3 separate regions of the Capsicum annuum genome follow, and all the other regions are linked to region 2. Evidence: chromatin contacts called from public Hi-C data. All regions are on one chromosome and are shown on one strand. Each heading gives the region's core, a stretch centred on a gene start, on an enhancer-like site or on the middle of the called end of the contact. The rest is flanking DNA. Distances are from core to core; before and after follow the strand shown. Region 1 has its middle 160 kb from the start of LOC107843343. Region 2 holds the start of LOC107854291 (phenylalanine ammonia-lyase). Region 3 holds the start of LOC107854296 (adenosine kinase 2).

The links. A called contact is a pair of places that touch in the nucleus more often than the background predicts.
Region 1: a contact with region 2 is called in a Hi-C map of leaf, with 1.9 times the contacts expected there. The contact joins the enhancer-like site here to the promoter of LOC107854291 in region 2. A contact is called at or near these places in 2 of 5 Hi-C or Micro-C datasets (leaf and pericarp).
Region 3: a contact with region 2 is called in a Hi-C map of leaf, with 3 times the contacts expected there. The contact joins the promoter of LOC107854296 here to the promoter of LOC107854291 in region 2. A contact is called at or near these places in 2 of 5 Hi-C or Micro-C datasets (leaf and placenta).

The regions. Positions count from the first base shown.
Region 1 is chr10:185,081,608-185,084,654 of UCD10Xv1.1, reverse strand. No RefSeq gene overlaps it. Among protein-coding and RNA genes, the nearest start is that of LOC107843343, 160 kb to the right of the region's middle. Within about 2 kb of position 1,389, at least 2 of the 5 cell types and tissues checked have an H3K27ac peak or open chromatin away from gene starts, as enhancers often do. A contact at or near this core is called in leaf, where this site is marked.
Region 2 is chr10:185,317,384-185,320,418 of UCD10Xv1.1, reverse strand. It overlaps LOC107854291 (phenylalanine ammonia-lyase), which reads right to left and starts at 1,602. Exons shown (of 2, transcript XM_016699298.2): 1 at 890-1,602. The coding sequence starts at 1,278.
Region 3 is chr10:185,459,361-185,462,418 of UCD10Xv1.1, reverse strand. It overlaps LOC107854296 (adenosine kinase 2), which reads right to left and starts at 1,807. Exons shown (of 12, transcript XM_016699304.2): 1 at 1,552-1,807; 2 at 707-760. The coding sequence starts at 1,634.

The sequences.
Region 1 (3,047 bases), core at 140-2,639, 240 kb after region 2:
AATGAGATTATAGACTTATAGTTTTCCTTCTTTTGAATTATATTTACTTCTAGAAATTTTATATAAGAGTATTATGCTTTTTTCTTGGATTTTGAATTTATGTTATGTTTTATGTTTTGATTTATTTGTTTTAGTAATATAGACTTGTTATTTCATATTGCATGTTATGGCAAACTGTCTAATTATATATAATTTCAATTCTGTTGTAGCTTTTCAAATATGTTCTTAACTATTTTTAGCTTCACCTTATATTGGAAAGATGTGCATAGTTCACTGACAATATTGTCTTAAAAGAAACAAAAATTACTTTAGTGGGATATTTACATAAGTTTCACGAAGTTTGTGTTAAGTCCAGACTCAAATTGTCAAAATCCAAGAAAAAAGCATAACACTCTTATATAAAATTTCAAGAAGTAATATAATTCAAAAGAAAGAAAATTATAAGTTTATAATCTCATTCAATAACGAAATTCTACTTTAATTCTAACACTAGAATAATAAGGTAATTATATGTTAATGAAGAAAATAAAAAAAATATGAGTAATTATATTTAATCATAAGAAGTAAAGGTTGGAAATGAGAAGAAAAGAGATAAAGATGAATAATGCAAATCAAATTTAAAAAAAAAATTAAAATACAAAAATATAAATAAAATGTAACCTTGTAATTACATCACGTAATTGCACCCAATTCTCAATCCCTAATTGAGAATAAAGTTGTGTAATTATATCTAATTTCAATTCGTTTGTGGTTTTCCAAACACATCCTTAAATATTTTTTAGTTTAACCTTTTATTGAAAAGATGTGTATAGTTCAATGATAGTATTGTCCTAAAAAAAAATAATAGTTACTTTAGTGGGATATTTACATAAGTTCAATGACAATTTAGGGAATTAACTCTTTGTTTCGTAACAATCATTTTAACGATGATGCCGTTCGAGAACCAACTTGTCCTCAATCAGATGATAAGTCATAGTTCCAACTAAGATATTAACTGTCGCATTGCATTTGAAGTTAGAATGAGTCTGTTGTAAAATAATTATAAACTTCATAGAGTGATGAGCTGAAAATCATCATTTTGCCCTTTGCTAGGTGTACTAGATATCACATGACATTGTTTGGAGGCTTAAGTTGACAGTAGTTAATAAGCATTTTTTTTCTGTTGTCTTGTTATACTGTTATCCTGATTGTGGCTAAAGTCCACAACAAACATTGAACATATTTGAAACTGAGTACTAATCTCAAGATTTGCAATAAAAGAATGAGAAAATGTGACCTGCAATGTTCAAAAGCTCACTGGTGCACTATTTCTAGCTGATAAGTTACAGACGATCTGCAAGAAAAAGCGACCTGTCAACCAGCGCAACAACCAATCAAAAGAGGAATAAAGGGTGCAAAAAATAAATTAAACTACAAAGGCCGATTCATCAAAGAGCAAAGATGTGATTCTCAGTAAAGAGCAATATTGTTGAGAGTTCATGTACATGGCCAAGTCTAGAAAAGGGCCACACAATGAACTTTCACCACCTGACCATGCCAAAGACAATCAACATCTGGGATTCTCTGTTTCTTGGCATCATGTTGCAAGAAACAATCATATCAGATTCTTGTGGGACCAGTTATAAAAAATGTCACAATTTATCGTACTCATGACATTTAATTAGTAGAACAAATGCCCTTTTCTATGTTAATTAATTAGAGAGAAACAAATTAAGAGAGATAGATGTATCGTTCTTTACTGAAGAACATATTTGTTGCGGAGACAAATCATGTATCACCTATTTGCCCTAAGCCTAGAAAACTTGGATCCAATATTCTTCCTGAATTCCTCGAATCCCTAAATTCCAATGATAACAGGTACTACTTTTAAATCTTTAACTCTCAATTTTCACACTTTTATATATTTTTATCAAATGAGATGTCTTGAGAAATAACATTTGGAAATTTCACTTGATCAGCTAGAAGAATTTCGATGGAAGAAGTGGGATTCTCAACATTGTTGCTGAAAAGGTTGGTTATCTAAAGAGTTTAAATCTTGTATGTGCCTCTACGACAGTGGTGAAACTAAAAATTTCGTCAAGAATATTCAAGATTTAATTAATATGTATATATACAAAGTAGATTGTGATCTATAAATGTGATATGATTCCACTATATAAAGTATAATCTTTTTATGAGCCGTACTTCAACTGACGCCCCTTTAGAATACCTAGCTCCTTCACTAGCTTATGGTAAACACTACAAAGCATACCAGACTCGTCACATCCCATTATCATCTGACAGAGATAATTTCGAAACATTAAAACAGGATTAATTACTGGAACACATTTTCACTATCAAAATATAAAAGAACGAAAGCTAAATGACCTAATTCATATCAATCTCCAGTGAGCCCATAGATCACACAAAATGTGTTAGAAGATATTTCTTTCTTAGGCAAATAAATCTCAGCAAACAATAGATCACGTGTTCTAGCTTATCACAGATATAAAACACAATACGCTGTTAAAACTCATGTTGCACGAGAAATCTAACAGAATTGGTATCAACAAGCCAAAATAGAACCATTCATCCATTATAAAATCATTTGACAAATTATCAGAGATTATCTTAAAGAGGCAATAAAAATAGGATTTGACAGTTTTATGCATGATATATGAGACAACAACTTCTCATTGCTATATTTTTCAGAAAGAAAAAGGAGAGAACATCGAGGACCAGTTAAACAACGACGACTAAAGCACCCAAGAGTATATATCATTTCCAAGTGAGCTTTGTGGTGAACACATCAAACTAACAATGAGATAGAAGATAAACGACAAAGTAAATAAACTACAAGAGCATTTTAGATCACCACCTATTTATTGAAAAGAAATGCAGTTTATGTAAATATTAACCTTTTATTATGTTATGCTTTTATACCAACCCCACCACAACAACAGAAAGGTAAAGCAAAATGTTACCTTGAGGACACTAGAAAGCAAGGTTTTGTGCGTGAGATGATTGGCCTAGCTGATTGTGAAACAGCAGCAGCTATCTGCAGATGA
Region 2 (3,035 bases), core at 353-2,852:
TTTTTCCTAAAAAATATATACGCAGCTATTTCTTCGTTTCAAATTATTCATCCCAAATTTTTTAATTTTATTTTCCATTTACTTATCTTTTTTTCGTTAATCAAAAAGAGACAAAAAAAATTTCATATTTTACCCTTTGCATTAATTATTTTTTCTTCAAATTAAAATTTAAATATCATTTAATAGGGGTACTATAATAAACTAGGTATGTTATTAATTATTTTTTTAATCACTGTGTCATCTCAATTTGAATGGGTAATTTGGGACGGAAATATTATTTCTTAAAGACAAAACTTTTAGCAAAAACCTCAGTGAATTATTCATCCTTTTTTCCTACTGTTCAGAAACTAGGCCAAGCTATAGATTCCTACTCACAAAATTCATAGAAACAGGATGTCCACACAAGATAGTTTTTAAACAAACCTTATAGCTAATCTCACCAATCCTAAATAGCTAATAAAATATTTGAAATTTATGATGCTCCCTCCCTTTCAATTTATTTCTGGTACTTTCTATTTTAGTCCCGGCAAAAGAAAAAATCTTTTTCCTTTTCGATAATTTTTAAATTTTAATTTTTTTTCATGTGACATATGTAACACTGCAAAATTCAAATTCATTTTGATATATTCACTATACTTTTAATTTAAGATCAATATTTAAAAGATACGTATAATTTTTTAATCTCGAATCAAAACTAAACAATCAAATTAAAATCGATGAATTATTAAATATGCTATGATACTTATATGATTATAATACTTACACACAACAATACTCTAGAATACAAATCAAATAGGTTCACATAGGTTGAAACACACACGCAGAATATATAAATCTCATATATTAATGATCTAAAAAGCAAAGCTAAGTTAGATAGAAAATGGTTTACCTAATAAGTTCCTTTTGTAAAGCACCACCATTCTTTGTCCTCCTATGAGAAGTAGCACCAAAACCAGTAGTAACACCATAACTATCAGTCCCTTTACCCATACTTTCCATAACCCAATCACTACTAGCTTTAACACCAGCTCTTGCATCCTCAGATAACTCCACTTTCACAGTTTCAACATTACCCTTAGCAGCTATTGAAGCAACTTGTGCAACTGTCAATGTTTCACCACCAAGTTTCACTATTGGCTTCCTAAACTCTGCCACCATTTTCTTTACTTCGTCTAAATGGCTACCTTTCAATGACTCTGCTGTCATTTCCCAGTTCAATGGATCCACTTTGATGCAATACTCCATTTCTTGATGACCATTTTCAATAGCAGCAGCCATTTTTTTTCCAAGAAAATTTTAAGGGGTTGGTTTTTTGGTGAAGAAAATGAAATGGAGGTCTTTTTGGTGAAAAAATTCAAGAAAATATAAAGGGGTTGTTTTTTTGGTCAAGAAAATGTGAAGGGGGTGTTTTTTTTTTGGAGAAAAAGCTCCAAGAAAATACAAAGGAGTTGTGTTATTTAGTGAAATGGTCCAAGAAAATGTATAGGGGTTGATTATTTTTTGGTGAAATGATTCAAGAAAATGTAAAGATTGAAGAAATTGTTGGAAGAGAGAGTAATGTATGTAATTAAATGTGAGGATGGGTAGAGAGATCCTGATTATTGAAGATGTAAGTTGATGTATAAATAAGACGGGGGAATGGGTACAATTTTTGGTAGGTGAGTTGATAAGGGGTCCATTTAAAATGATGTAATTAATATGGACCGTTTGATGGAATATGTGAGAAAATTTTCTTGGTAGGTGGATATAGAGAAAGATTAATATGGACCGTTTGATGGAAAGTGGAATGTGCGGTTTAGATATGAGGACAACGGGGGCAAAAGATGATGCATGACTTTCGAAAGGTCTTTTTAACAAGGGTTGGTGCCTGGTGGATTTTTGGAGAAAGGTTTGGTGCTTTTGGGTTGTTGAGATGCTAATTAAACGTTCGACAATAGATTTAAAATTCATCCAAAAATATTTGTTTGGTTATAAATTAATTAAATTTTCATATATTTTAAATTTAATTATAAAAATTTATATTCAAATATTTATTTAGTCATAAAATTAATTAAATTTTCATAGATTTTGAATTTGATTATGATAAATTATCTTCAAATATTTGCTTGGTCATAAAATTAATTATATTTTTCATAGATATTAATTTGATTATGAAAATTTATTCTCAAATATTTTTTGGTCATAAATTTAATTAGATTTTCATATTTTGAATTTAATTATGAAAATTTATCTTCAAATAGTTATTTGGTCGTAAATTTAATTAGATTTTCATAAAGTTTGAATTAAATTATTAAATTCATCTTCAAATATTTGTTTGGTCATAAAATTAATTACATTTTCAAAATCTAATTTTACCAAATTTTAAATATTTACATTTCTAAAAACAAACTTGGGATAACCGGTGGAGCTATCTCCAGGTGATCAGGAGGTCACGAATTCAAGTTGTGTTAACAACCTCTTGGAGAATCACCTTACCTTGTGGTCTGGCCCGAGCTTTGGTGGATCAGCTGGCTAAATATTTTCAAGTTCTCAAAAACTGACTTCATTTCTGGACTTTCACTTATAAAACTTTCAATTTTCTTTGAGTAAAGTACATGTATAAAGACCATTTTAAATTCCAAAATTCACAACTTTAAAAACTCAAACTAGCTCTGATTTGGATGTAAATTTTAAAATTGAAACTAAAAATATGGGAGAGAAAAATGAGTAATGGATGATATTAGTAAAAATTTGGCTCTTTTCAATCAAAAAAATAAAAGGGCTTTTTCAAAAGTTGGTGGTTGGTAAAATATATAGTATAACTTATTCATACCAAATTACTATACATTCAAAGGCATGTCGTTTAGAAATAATATACGTAAAACATTTGTACATATGCGCAAATATGGACGGACATAACTTTTGTTCTTTCTTTCAGAATGAATATATTGTTTGTGAACATGAGAGAATTGCTCAGGTAGTGAACATTTTTTATTTTCATATAAAATTGTAGCTTCGAATTATTGAGAAAATGTGATTATTTACCTTCTTACAAA
Region 3 (3,058 bases), core at 558-3,057, 140 kb before region 2:
ATATCCACCAAGGCTAAGATATATCCTTAAATACATTATTAATGACTCTGAAATATGATGTATTCCATCTATATCATACAAGGTCATTTATATCTCAATAAAGTTGTCATTTTTTCCTATTAGAAAGGAACTAGAAGTGTTCTCTAGTGTTTTGCACAGCACATAAGTGACAATCACAATCAACCGCTCCCGATAACATTACCCAAATGACAGTCCGTAAAAAGAAAACAATTTTGTAGTTCACTGCCTGAGAATCTACAACAACAACAACATATCCAGTGCATTCCCACATAGTGGGGTCTAGGGAGGGTAGAGTGTACGTAAACCATACCACTACCTCAGGTGAAGTAGAGAGGCTGTTTCCGATAGATCACCGGCTTAGGACCGATAACAGTATAACAAACAGAAAACATAAATGCATATAAATTAGTACAGTATGCAAAATAAACTAACACCCCTAGCTGATACAGAAAACACTACAGCCACAAGATAATACTAAAAATTATCTATCCGAAATCATACACATCACTCAAACACCACCGAACAAGAAACTCCAGACACAAACAAAAGAACGCTCCCCTACTGTTACCGACGCACTCTTACCCCTTAACCCTCTACACAAACACAAAATACAGGGTCCTATCCTAAGCTATGAAATGTGGATAGATACAACGAGTTAAGATAAAAAGAAATACTGTAAACTTACATTGGCAAGTGCTTGTCCTCAGCGAGAATAGCATTGTTCGGCTTGATATCGTACCTAAGGTATAAAAGAAAAAAAGAAAAACATATCATTCAAATAAGACTATGATTTTGTATCCAAATCCAGGTAAAAGTAATGATTATACGAACTATTATACAACTTCACTCGAAAACTGAAAACTAAACAATGGACAATACTCCCTCATTAATATAATTTCTCGGTTATGTAAAATTCTCTTTACTCCCACCGTCCCAAATTTCCTAATTTGATTTGCTATTTTACTTGTCTTTTTTCATTAATCAAGAAGAGATAATTTGTTTTCTCATATTTTATCCTTTGCATTAATTATTTTTTCTTCAAATTAAAATGTAAATATCATAGGAGCACTATGATAAACTAACCAAGTGATTAATAATGTAAATATCATAGGAGCACTATGATAAACTAACCAAGTGATTAATTATTTTTCTTACTCAATGTGCCATCTCAATTTGGGATGGTAATTTGAGAGGAGTATTTAAAAAGAAAAATTGGAAGAACATCATTAATATCTTTTTAATTATCTAAAGTACCACTTTGAAACAAAATAAAACGATTAAAACACCACTTATTTTGGAACGGAGAAAGCATATCAGGAATACGAAGATTGAAAATCGAAATATAACAATAAGTGTAAAGTATATAAATAAATATCTAGGATCATGATCTGTGAAATCAAACTAATAAAACACAAAATTAAACGTTTTTAATTAGCTAAAAATGTGCGGAAAAAAATGTGATGGAATTAATGGAAATGTGTGCAAGCTGATCCGGACACTGTGATTATAATAAAAAATATGATAACTTACTTGTTTAGGAAATCTTGATCGACAACAGCAGAGATATCGAGCAATGGATTACCCATACCCAAAAGAATTCCCTCATACTCCATTTTTGATGTTTTATTTTTTTTATTAGTTATGGAGTTTGTTGCAGATCTTGAAGCTATATAGAAACACCGTTGGTGTTGGTGAATGGTGGGTAAGTGATGGTGACACCTTCTCTTATTGTTTAACTTTAATTAATTAACCAGTGAATGTATTATAACTAGAGGAGTATGAACGTGTCAGCACGGACCTAACGTTAAGATATTTTTATTATATATAGTAAGTTAAATTGATATTAGTTTGAATTATGAATAGATAAAATATATTAACTGCTTAGTAATATTTTTCAAGGAGTCAAGTCTTACAAGATAGTTATGTATAACTTACTCATATAAATAATAAAATTCGATGTATATAGAAGTCTATATATTTTATTATATGATTAAGATTTGCTACATTAAGTAGAAAATATGTTGTATAAAATAGAGAATAATTGTTGAAAAAAATAAAGGGTTATCTAGTCATTACATATTACATCACTTGCAGTTAATAATCCGCACTGTATTCACTAAATTAATATTTTAAATTTAAATTTTAAGTGTTTCAAAAATTATATAGAACTATCTTTCATATTAATTTAAATTATTTGACTTTAAGAACAGAATAAAACATACTTATGTAGATATTTTATTGAACTTTGTTTTTGTATATTCTCCTTCCTTTCAAATGTGAAGTCGTTTGTTAGAGTGTATAAAAATAATGTTGATAGAATGTATTAATAATATTTGCATTAATAATATTTGTATTAATAATATTGGTATTATTTATGCTTACATTATTTCTTATATACTGTTTGATGTACTATATTAGAACTTGCATTTTCAATTTTGATATATTTAAACAAAAATTTTAAAAAAAGATGGATTGCATATATATCCTAAGATTCATCCGGGATCGAGAGTCAATCAAATATTTATATCGTTTAAATTTTTAAGTTATTAATTATTGTGATTTATAGTATTTTTTAAAAATATATAATATATCAAATTATTTTTAGATATTTTAAGTTTTTAATTGTTGTAATTTATAATATTTTTTATGTAATTTTTTAAAAATATATGCTATTTTCCTTGTCTAAAGTTTTATGTCATTAATAGTCAATTATATTTTTTTAAATAATTTAATTTTTAATTAGTGTGTAAAACTTTTTTTACTCCAATTTAAGTGACATGATACTTAGATGACCATAATAATTAATTAGAGGTGATATAGTAAAATTACGATTGAATATATTAGGAAAAAATTAAATTAGGTGAAGTTGTAGTAACAAATAAGAAAGAAAGTAAATTATATATTTGATATGAAATTAAATAAAGAATAAAATTTATTTAATTGCATCAATTATAATTAATTTTTACAATAAATTATCATCCTACTAATAAATTTACTTAAATATATTTGAAACAATTTTATACATAAAAAAGATAAA